Linked DNA regions of Anser cygnoides: all the other regions are linked to region 3. The links are chromatin contacts, called in public Hi-C maps. All regions are on one chromosome and are shown on one strand. The core of a region is the stretch at or near the end of the contact, and the rest is flanking DNA. Distances in the headings are between cores, read along the strand shown.

Region 1 (3,770 bases), core at 861-3,360, 130 kb before region 3:
CTGAAGCCCCCACGACACATCTGAAGGCCATGTATACGTAGAAATGGGGCACAAAGGCAATTCCTACACCAAAAAAGCCCTGGAGGAAGATGGAGATCAGAAGGACTGGCCGGCGGCCGATCCTGTGGAGGAAGAGGGAGGACACAGCTGGTATCTGGAGAGACCCCATGGGATGAGATGGGGTAGAGCCTGGAGGGATACACAGTGATGTGGAACCATTCATAGATGACTTTCTTGAGGGCAATGAGGATCAGACTACTCGCAATTTACATGTGAAACACTCTATGCAGACACTTTGCCCTCTACTTTTCCACTCCATGTTCACACAAGGCCTAAGGACTTTGGTCAGGGTCACTGTAATTTTGGGACAGTCACTGTGAGTGAGGAGCAGTGACCAAATACACAGTGTTGTGGCCAGCCAGTCCTGGAGCAGTGCATGACACTACACACTGCTGGTTTATAGGAGACCATGGGCAATTCCTTGTGTGTCCTCACCTGTCGCTTAGTGGCCCAAAGATCATGGCTCCCAGGAACAGTCCCAGCATGTAGACAGACTGGGAGATGTCATTCAGGTCCTTCCTGTCGCACACGAGGTCGAACTGGAGGAGGGAAACACAGCTGCTTTTGTTCCTGCCAGGTCCCAGCTGGGCAGCTGCTTTCTCAGGACGGGCAGCACGGCTGGCCCTGGGTGGGGACAGGAGGTGGGTGCCCGGGCTCTCGCCTTAGCCCCTGGAAGCAGAGATCCCTCTCCCAAGGATGCGGGTCTCTATCGTGTGCATGAGCTGCACAAGTTGGAGGTGGGACAGACCCCTGGGCACTCAGCGATGCCCCAAGCACCGGGACCTGCAGGAGTGCGTCAAGGCCAGGCAGCCCAAGGGAGCCTCCTGGCTGGGAAGTGTTGGGTGAAGTGGGGCCTCGGAGAGGGGTCCCAGCACCTGGCTGCCCTGGCTGCAAAGGCTGGGCAGGGTGGGACAGGCTGGAGGCAGGACACAGGGCTCCAGGGGAGCCAAGGAACCTTTGGAAATGCCACAGGCTGGGCTCTCTCATCTGGTTTTAGCCCACAGGAAGGTGCCCAAGAGACAGATGGAGCTGGGAGGGAGGAAAGACTGAGAGAGGAAAGAGGGAGGAATGTGGGGAGAGAGAAGAAGAAAGGTGCAGAGAGGAAGATGTTGGAGATGCCAGGAGGCAGGGCCTTTGCTCATCTGCATGGCCCATAAGGACCACATCTTGTCTAAGCCCTGAAGGGCTCTGGAGGTCCCAGAAAACTCAAGGACAAATTAAAGCTCTTGGAAAGTAAATGTCTTTCAGAGGGAAGGTGCTGTGAGGAGAACCAGGCAGCAGAATAGGGGAAACTGTGGCAGGGAGACCAAAAAGGTCCCCCCAGGCCAGGTACAGTGAGTTACTTGGGTGCTGGCAAGGGGCTGTCCGGTGGGCAGAGCATGTGCTGGACTCAGCCCCACACCGCCTCTGCCTTGGCCTTCCACAAAGTGCAGGACAGGAGGCTCCCGTCCATCCCTTCCCCTCCACGTCCCCACGGCGTCAAAAGGCATTTACAGACCTCGGTGAGCAGGGACGGCTGCTGTGCTGAGGGGTACACCCAGCCACTGCTGCACTTCTCCGTGGCGTTCAGGCCGTACGCCACGATGGAGCCGAGGTCCCAGTCCACGGGCGAGTACATGGAGCACTGCTCGTACGCCCCGTCCGCGTCGCGGGGCACGGTGAGGTTCAGCTGCTCCTCCTCGGTCAGGTTGGGGCCGACGGCACGGATCCAGCTGGTGTTGCAGTAATGAGGCAGGTTTGGAACCATAAAAAGCTGGCAAAACTGGTGGAAGGCCAGGCTGAGGCATGGGAGCACGGAGAAGAGCACCAGCCGTTTCTGAAATGTCCCAAAATCACCAACTGCCTTCAGAATTTCCCCGATGCCCGACATTGTCAGCTGAGTCGGGAAGAGGACAGTGCTGGGACAGACTTTCCTGCGGGCTGGAATTAATGTTTAATCCCAAGATAAGCTCTGCAGACGTAGGCAGGCACTACAAATATGCAGTCTCTTCAGGAGAGACTTAACGCCTGATGTTTTACATGTCCTAAGTACACTGTGTAACACATTAATCATTTCTGGGCCACCCACATACGGTGTCTGGTACTGGATAAAGCGTGCAGAACCAACCCCTGCTTCAGGAGATCTGGATCGTGCCTCTGCCAGGGCCATGTGGCAATGACACGGGGGAAGACCGAATTGTCCGAATCAATTGCAGGCGCTTGCTCTACTCGAGTGAGCAAGGTTCACGGAGGCCAAGACAGCCCAGCGTGATGCGGAGCTGGGAAAAGTCCAAGAAATGGAGTGATGCTAACGGCTGGGCAGAGCCAGAGAGGAGGAAGGGCGGCCAGCTGGCTGCCATCCCAGCCGACGGGAGACTCCGTTTCCTTCATCTTCCGCGGCTTCCCCGTACCATCTCCCCTCTCTGTCTTCTGCCTCTGTGGTAAAAGGAGTTCCGGGCCCTAAGCGGCCTCATCCACTCTTCTCCACCACAGCTGAAACGGGAAAGCCCAGGAAGGTCGGTCAGACACCAGTCATGGGCTGCCTGGACCCGGACTGGCACAAAACACGACCAGAAGGAAGAGATGATGCCACTTTTAGGACAAAGGGAAAGCAACTGTGCTCAGGCAGAAACCCCGAGAAAAGCCTGACCTCGCCTCATCACAGAACGAGAGAGAAATCTGTAGGATCAACAGGAGGGACGGGAGAGAATGAACTCGTGGTGTGACCAGGTTTGGAACCATAAAAAGCTGGCAAAACTGGTGGAAAGACACTGAGGCATGGAAGCACGGAGAACGGCACCAGCCATTTCTGAAATGTCTCAAAAAAAACACAACTGCTTTCAAAATTTCCCCGATGCCTGGCATAGGCAGCAGCATCTGCAAAGACAGATTCCCAGGGCTGGAACCGAGACTTAAACCCAAGATAAGCCCGGCAGCTGTAGGCAGCCACAAGGAGTAGGTAAACTTGAAGAAAGTGCAGCGCTCCGGGTTGGAAGTTGTACCCACGCTGCGTTCCCATTGAGTGAGTCGGAAATTTCAGGAGGTGCACACCCTCCAGGGCAGGTTGCTTTCCAGGTGCAAATTCATCGGCTGCGAGGAGATTGCGAGAAGGCGATGGGGAGGTGGTAAGGAGAGCAGGGAAGCCCAAAGGAACGGGCAGCACGGCCAACTGGCGTGGACCAGTGACCCACAGGAGGGCGGTGAGGCCCTGGTGTAGGGCAGCTTCAAAAAGCTTTAGGAGCATCCATAAATGGATTTCTTACAGAGGCAGGGAGGGGAGAGCACTGGGGTATCATTCTCTGGGGATTCTTGAGTGAGGTTAGGCTCGAAAGACTGCTAAGAAGTTGACTCGGATGAAGGGCTTGAGATTCAGTGACCAAGATCATCCCTTCCCATCGCACATCTTAAACTTGGAAGTTGTGTTCACCCAAGGTAAAGTTCTCTGGATCGGTCATTAAGGAGGAACGCCTTAAGATAAATAGATGCAGAAAATGGCAAACTAAGCCGGAGAGCCCTAGCAAGAAAAGTTAACAGAAGACCGGAAACTTAGAGACCTTTCCCTTCTGACACGTCCTTCCCTCGCAGCCCAAAGCATGACCGCTGGCATGGGAGTGTGTTGCAGCAGGGGATACCGGTGCCTAGAGAGGAACAGCCTAAGAACCGTCAAGACAATGAGAGATGTGGATGTATCTGGGGTCTCTCACCTTCAGTGCGTTTTGTTGAGGTCCTGG
Region 2 (3,331 bases), core at 636-3,135, 98 kb after region 3:
TGGGCCACGGCCTCTGACCGACACTACTACCCTGTGGGGAGCAAGCAAAGAGGCCCCGGGAATGAATTTATCAGATCTTGGTGATTTTGGACAAATTAATTGCATCGCCCCATCTCCTGCTTCCTTGCTGCATTAGCTGTTTCCCCCTGGCTCAGCGAAGGTTAAACAAGCAGTTCCCAGGGTGGTGCCAGCTTCAGGCCACCGTGTCAAACACAGGTTTATTTTATTTTATTTTATTTTATTTTCATTGAAAATGAAAAGGGTTGCCTGGAGCAAAGGGGAAATGGAGAACGGGGCTGGTTGTGTGACTTTGCACATCCTTGAATTCTGCCGGGCGGAAGAGATCGAGTCGTGCTGTGGCTACAGCTCCAGAGAGAGAGGCAGAAACCAGAATTATTTCAGTTAAAGAAAAAAAGACTGGGGCTGTTTGGGCAAATTAAATAGCTAGAAGGGTTCCCTGTCAGTGTGTCCACGGAGCTGCCGAGGCCGGCACCTACCCGAGCTTTGTGTCTGGCCACCAGGGTGGTGGATGCCGGATCTCCGGGCCGTCCCCTCCGCAGGGGGGGAATAGTCGCCTCCTTCCTCTAGGGGAAAGAAAGGATTTTATTCTGTGAATAGGACCAAATCACTCTGGTTAGTTCTAGAGGATGGATTAAAAAAAAAAAAAAACACAAGAAAAAATGTGCTGGCAAATAAGGTGTTGTCAGAAGAGACGAACAAAAAGGGAGTTTCAGTAAAGCTGGAAATGTTTTTATGCTGTTTTCTCCCCTTTCACCGAACCTGTTCAGCTTTGATTTTTCACCCCTTAGGGGTGGATGTGAGCTGTTATTTTCTCCAAAGACTCGAGAACAAAAGTGGGGCCCAGCCGCGCTGCCCGAGCGCTGGGGGAGGCTACGGGGGACCCTCCAAAACGCTCCCTGGGGCCTCGTCAGCCCCACAAAGCACCCCAGAAAGCCTCCCTGGGACAGCCTGGTCCCCTGGCTCATGGGTGAGTGTGTTTGTATGTGTGTGTGTACATGGGGGTGTACATGGGGGGGTGTGTACAGGGGTGTGCGTGCAAGGCTGCGTGTGAGTGCGCGCGTGTGAGTGCGACTCGCTCCTCAGGTGCCTTTGCCTTTGTGTTTTTTTAAAAACCCTCGCAGTGTTCTGATGTACAAAATGAAAACTAGAAGAGAATGTAATATTATGCCATGTAAATTTCCTTTTTTTTTTTTTTTTTTTTATATTTTTTTTTATTTTGCCCAGCGCACCCGGGGGAGCGGGGCGGCCCTGCTGGGGCCGTGTCCCCGCTCCGCGTGCGGTGTCGCCGTGTGTATCCCAGAGAAACGTTTTCCTTCCGTTGGAAAAAGGCTCCGGTGTGATGTTGTGCGTCTGCCGAGCGTGTGGCCAGCCCCCTGTGTCGTTCCCTCCTCGGGGGCTGCTGAGCAGCGGGGCGGGGGGCTTGGGCCTGAAATAGGGACCACCACCACGCATGCACTCCCCGGTCACGTTGGCCTGGTGTTACACCACGGCAAAAGGTTGGGGGCGGGCTCTTTTATTTCTGCCTTCTTTCGTTTCATTCATTTATTCTTATTTTTATTTATTTGCATTTTATCTTTTCAGACACTCATAGAATTTGCTATTAATTTTAATTTTAATTTTAATTTTTAATTTTAATTTTTATTTTTATTCTAATTTTTATTCTAATTTTAACTTTTTTTTTTTTTTAACCTTTTATTTGTCTTATTTCCTTTTTTTCCGTTTATTTACCCCAATCCCTTCCCTCCCCCCTTCCTCCTCCCCACCCACCCACGGAGCCCAACCCGGGGGGGGGGGGCCCAGCGAGCGGTGGGCGTGGCCATGCAAATGAAGAGGGCGTGTCCCCGCGAAGCCCCGCCCCCCTCCCTCCCCGCCGCGGGGTCGTCAAGATGGCGGCGGCGGCCGGGGACGCCAAGATGGCGGCGGGGGGCAGCGGCGGGGCGCTGCGGCGGGTGCGGGCGGTGCTGGGGCACCTCTCGGGGCAGCCCCCGGCCGCCGTGTGGGCAGCGCCCTGCGGGAGCCGGGCCGGGGGAGCCGCCGGCCCCGACGACGTGGTGGTGGTGCACGGGAGGAGGACGGCCATCGGCCGAGCCAAGCGCGGGGGGTTCAAGGTACGGCTCTGCTTTTTTGGGGTGTGGGGGGGTTCCCCTCCCTGCTGCCCCTCGCGCCTCCGGACCCCAAAATCCTCGCTTCCCCCTCAGGGAGCTGTCCCCGCCCCAAAGTGTTGAGCCTCCCCCCCCACCAGCACCCCCTCAGGGGTTACCCTCGCTGCCCACCGCCCAGGGGGGGCTCCGCTCGCCAACCATCAGGAAAATAAAATCATTTTTTGGGGGTGCTGCGGTGCCACCGGGAGCCCCCTAGCCCCGCAGGCTGCTGTGGGGTGCCCAGCCCCGTCATGTCCTGCCCCACGCTGAGCCCACCTGTCCCGGTTCCCTGAGGAACCGCGGTGAGGAGCATCTCCCTCACCTTGCTGCGGACCTCTTGGTGTGGACCTCCTGGGCCAGCCTTCTCCTTGCCGAGCCATAGCAGTGGTGTCCCGGGGTCTGAGCAAGACCCAAGCATGGTGCCAGGCGACTGCTGTCGCTTTCTGTCTTCCTCAGTCTCTTCTCACATCACGTTCCCACAAACCCAGCCCCGGGACAGCCACGGCACCTGCAAGTGGAGGTGGTGGTGGTGGGACATGAGGTGTTCCCAAGCTGCCTGTGTTTTTTCTGGGCTTTCAAGGGGCTGTGTTGAATTTGGGGTCGATGACGGCACACACAGCTATAGTCTTAAGTCACTGATTTGTGCAAAACCCACTCCAGGCGTGTGCCACGCGCTGCTGGGCGCTGAAATCCCCGCAGTAACTCAGCTGGAGCTCTGCGGGTGGTGGGGTCCAGCTGCTGCCCTTTGGGGTCATCTCGGTTTTACACAGAGGGAACTCCGAGTCTCTGCATGCTCGTGCCATATATAACTCATCCTAGTTGCTTTACTTTCAAGGCCCTACGACACACATTCGTATAAATCCCAGCTAGGTGAGCAAGCTGCGCGTGTTACAGTGCTTGAAAAACACTCAAGGCAAAAACACACATAAGAGTAACGCCTTTGTAGGAAAACTCAGCTCGGTCTGGTGGTGGCTGTAGAGGTGAGGTAGCGCTGCGTAAGCCCGGGCACCGACCCTCTGCAGCAGCACGAAGGCGAGCTGGTGGCGGGGCAGTCGTCGGTGTTCGCTGAGTAGCGCTAACCCCGTGTGCTTGCAGGATACCACGCCCGATGAGCTGCTGTCTGCCGTTATGACCGCCGTCCTGCAGGACGTCGGGCTTCGTCCAGAGGC
Region 3 (3,321 bases), core at 232-2,731:
ATATCAATCTTAAAAATTATGAGCAGCAATTCCCCACCAATAGGCATGACAAGTAGCATTAATAATCTTCACTTATAAAATGCCTAAAGCCTCTGGATGTCAAAGGCAGACTAATAAATCCATACTGAAACAGAAGTGCGGTGCGCCCCAGAGGAACCAGACAGCAGGCACAGGAAAAACAGACATCAATTAAGAAGAAAGTTAACAAATCACTCTCTCCTGTGCGTGAGATGCCAGCTTCCTTTTCAGAAAAAACACACCACAGCGATCACGCAGGGTCATACCAGTATGTGCTATGATTTGCTGTTCTCTCTTTTTCATACTTCCGTATTTGCTCGTAGATGTATCGAGGTGAAATGCAGCCTAGCGCCAGCCTGAAAGCAGAAGGAAGATGTCTGGAGTGCAGTGCAGGGCAATGCCTCACAGCTCGATGTCTCCACAGAGGGCGTGGAGGGGCAGTTTTGTGCTCAGAGCCTGAAAAACCTTGGCACAGTTTGCAGTCATGCCACCGACTTCCCAAACGGCTTCACTCAAGTGGTATGACTTTTTTTGCAACTCCGAGTGAAAATGAAAATGAAAATCCTCCCCTTCACAGCGTCTGACTGTTCCGGGAGCCCCAAAGCTACCAAGATAAATCACTTGACAGAAGTTTGACACTTTTGCCTAGAAGACTTATCAGCTGGTGACTTAGTGCACCAACGACAAACCCAGAAATGGATCTCAAACCTCTTCATCATCTGCCTCGGCGGGCCAGCGGCCCTCCTTCTCCTACACACCTATTTATCACAACGTCCAGGGCTCCTACTGCTGCAGCACCCAAGTGTCTCATTTGAGGAACCACAGAAGGCAAGTGACTTGCTGAAAATCTCAGGCAGGGTAGGAAAACTAGGGAATGAAACCCAGCTCTGGCATTTCAACCCAGTGGGCTCCTTCCGTTTGCTCCAAATCGGTGCTGTGCAAGACAGAAAACAGCACGTAGACTCCAGCCTGATGGAAAAGGGTGATAAGACCCAAAGATTTTCCCAGAAATGTATTTTAATGCTATTCCTCACCGGGGTTGATGGAAACATTTGACCTTCTGGTGAGTTTTGGAAAACAGGAAGAAAGGACCTGAGGAGTTTTTCCTTAATTGCTGAGCAGCTGCACACTTCAGAAATGACCAGTGTGAGACGTGAACGGCTGGCTGCGATCTGACCCGGTCTGATGTTGATTGTCTGACAGAAGAACGCTTCGGGGCAGGCGGATCAGGACTGTCTGTGCTGGGCAAACGGCCAGCTTGGAAAAAACTCGAGTGGAGGCCACAACGGAGAACGAACCTCCCGCAGTGCCAGCGGCCCTGGGATCCCCAAGTGCCACCAGGTGGAGCCATCCGCTGCAAACACTGAAGCACAAGGCCGGTTGAAAACAAAAAACCTGACCTGTAGCAGCCCCAGAAAATTGTTTCACGTTGCGGTTCTGTTGCACAGATACATAAAGCAGCGCAAAGCCCGAGACCAGCTGTTTGTCCCTCCGGTGTCCTGCCCACATGGCTGCTCTCAGCAGGCTGAGCTCTTGGCACAGCATTGCTGCCCTTCAGCAATTCCTAACTGCAACAGTGTTCCCAGGGAACCACTGCCTGGTAATAAAGAGCAGTTCTGAGACTGCTGTACCCCAACAGAAAGGACGAGGGAATCACACTCAGGTCCCTGTCCATGCTAAGAGTGTTCAGCAAACAGGTAACATTGATTTGGGGTGGGGGCAGACAGCTTCAAGTCTCGCAACAAAAGTTTTTTTACCATGGTGCAAATTTGGTTGAGTAATCCACTCCTATCAGCCCGTTCCGAGTCTCCTTGTAGGATGCGACCAGGTTCTGCGCAAGAAAAGAACAAAAGATTTTAATACTTTACATGCCACCTGCTAAAATGTCTTTTATGTCAGAGCCAGGACGATCTGGCAGGACTGGGCTCCCTCTCACGGCTGCCTGCAAGGGTTACAGCGCTGCCAAATTACTGCCTCGAGTGCACGGGAATTAATCAGGCCAGCAGTTTTCACTGCAGCTCTGGGAAACGTGTCACAAGCCGTGCTCCCTGCTTCAACCTGTAGCACATTTCTTTCTCCAAGCGCTCTGAAACCGCGCTGCTCCCTGCCCGCACCGTCTGACTCCGGATCAATAACCCGTTCAGGAGCAGCGCTTGTAGCCAGGTTGGCCAGTTGCCCTGTCCACGAGGCTGCTTGCTTGGGTTTGAGAACCACAGCGCCTGACAGCACTCAACGCTCGCCTGCAGGAATCCCGATCGCTGTTATTTCTGGGCCACCCACGTTCACGGCAGGGTGCTGATCTGCCGTTTTCTAGGCTCCGCTGGCAACGCAAAGGACATCAGAGGGAAACCTGATCTTTCCCTGATCCACAGCACAGGTTACAAGCACTAGCGGGCTGTTCTAGCTCAACAAGGGCTGGTAACATTTGTATAACTACAAAAAAATAAGGAACATGTTTTCCAGTGATTGTATTAGTGCTCCGTAAAGATTAAAAGCTGTGCATGCTCCCCAACACCAAGCAAATGCAGGACCTTCATAGCACAGCTGAAAGAATCCCCTGGAAGCCGTGTTAGTGAGCGTACTGGACACAGCACGCTTCTTTCACAGTCTCAGCTGGTCAGCTGCTGCCCCCTTCATCCCTGCTGGAAATCAGCACACGTGCCTTTGTCTAAGTTCACACGAGGAAAACGTAAGGCAGCTTCTAACCACAAAAAGGTTCAAAGACAGTCAGGATGCACAGCTGAACCACAGTCAGCAGCTTCACCCACCAACGTGAGGGAGCAAGAAGTAGCTGTAATTATTTGGCCACGAGTTTTTGTGCCAGACTGCTAGGAACATCTGACTGTTCTCAGCTGTGGGCAGCAGCTTGGTTCAGTTGTTCCTCACCCCGAATGCAACTGCAGCCCTTCAGGCTCCTTTGCACTCCTCCAAAATGGAGGAACTTAATTGCTGCTGATGTGGGAAGGGAAAGCAAAAAGAGGCAAGTCAAGGTAAAGAAACCAGAAGATGGTTCCAATTCCCTGAAGTCGATGGAAAAAAACACTTAAGAGGGATGGCCGCTAAACTACGTTCCTAAGTATTTGGCTTACGTTTCCAGGTCCTGGACGGCTTCTTTTTGATTTAGTTTGTCTCTCTATAAAACTGAAATAATGTTAATTCTCTCCTTTGTACAGTGCTACACAGGAGCTAAGGAATTATTATTAGGAAGTGAATTGCAGCCTCACCCACTTGTACAGCTGGATGTACGAGGGGGAGGATGCAGACAAGGAAATGTATGAGTTACCGTGTCCCAAAAATAATACT

Evidence for each region. Hi-C and Micro-C count contacts between places; a contact is called where the count stands out from the background.
Region 1: a contact with region 3 is called in a Hi-C map of liver, with 7 times the contacts expected there. The contact joins the promoter of LOC106036790 here to the enhancer-like site in region 3. A contact is called at or near these places in 2 of 7 Hi-C or Micro-C datasets (both in liver).
Region 2: a Hi-C map of liver shows a contact between it and region 3, with 6 times the contacts expected there. The contact joins the promoter of ACAA1 here to the enhancer-like site in region 3. A contact is called at or near these places in 3 of 7 Hi-C or Micro-C datasets (granulosa cells and liver).

What each region holds. Positions count from the first base shown.
Region 1 is chr2:5,742,843-5,746,612 of Taihu_goose_T2T_genome, reverse strand. LOC106036790 (solute carrier family 22 member 13-like) reads right to left here and starts at 2,110. Exons shown (of 10, transcript XM_066991413.1): 1 at 1,559-2,110; 2 at 496-599; 3 at 1-122. The coding sequence starts at 1,930.
Region 2 is chr2:5,517,389-5,520,719 of Taihu_goose_T2T_genome, reverse strand. It overlaps ACAA1 (acetyl-CoA acyltransferase 1), which reads left to right and starts at 1,885. Exons shown (of 12, transcript XM_066991431.1): 1 at 1,885-2,129; 2 at 3,258-3,331. The coding sequence starts at 1,908. LOC106036842 (mitogen-activated protein kinase kinase kinase 3-like) reads left to right here. Exons shown (of 15, transcript XM_066991411.1): 15 at 1-260.
Region 3 is chr2:5,614,876-5,618,196 of Taihu_goose_T2T_genome, reverse strand. It overlaps LOC106036846 (cryptochrome DASH-like), which reads right to left. Exons shown (of 16, transcript XM_066991426.1): 9 at 3,302-3,321; 10 at 1,776-1,849; 11 at 285-374. Among named protein-coding and RNA genes, the nearest start is that of MYD88, 14 kb to the left of the region's middle. Within about 2 kb of position 1,481, at least 1 of the 3 cell types and tissues checked has open chromatin away from gene starts, as enhancers often do. A contact at or near this core is called in liver, where this site is marked.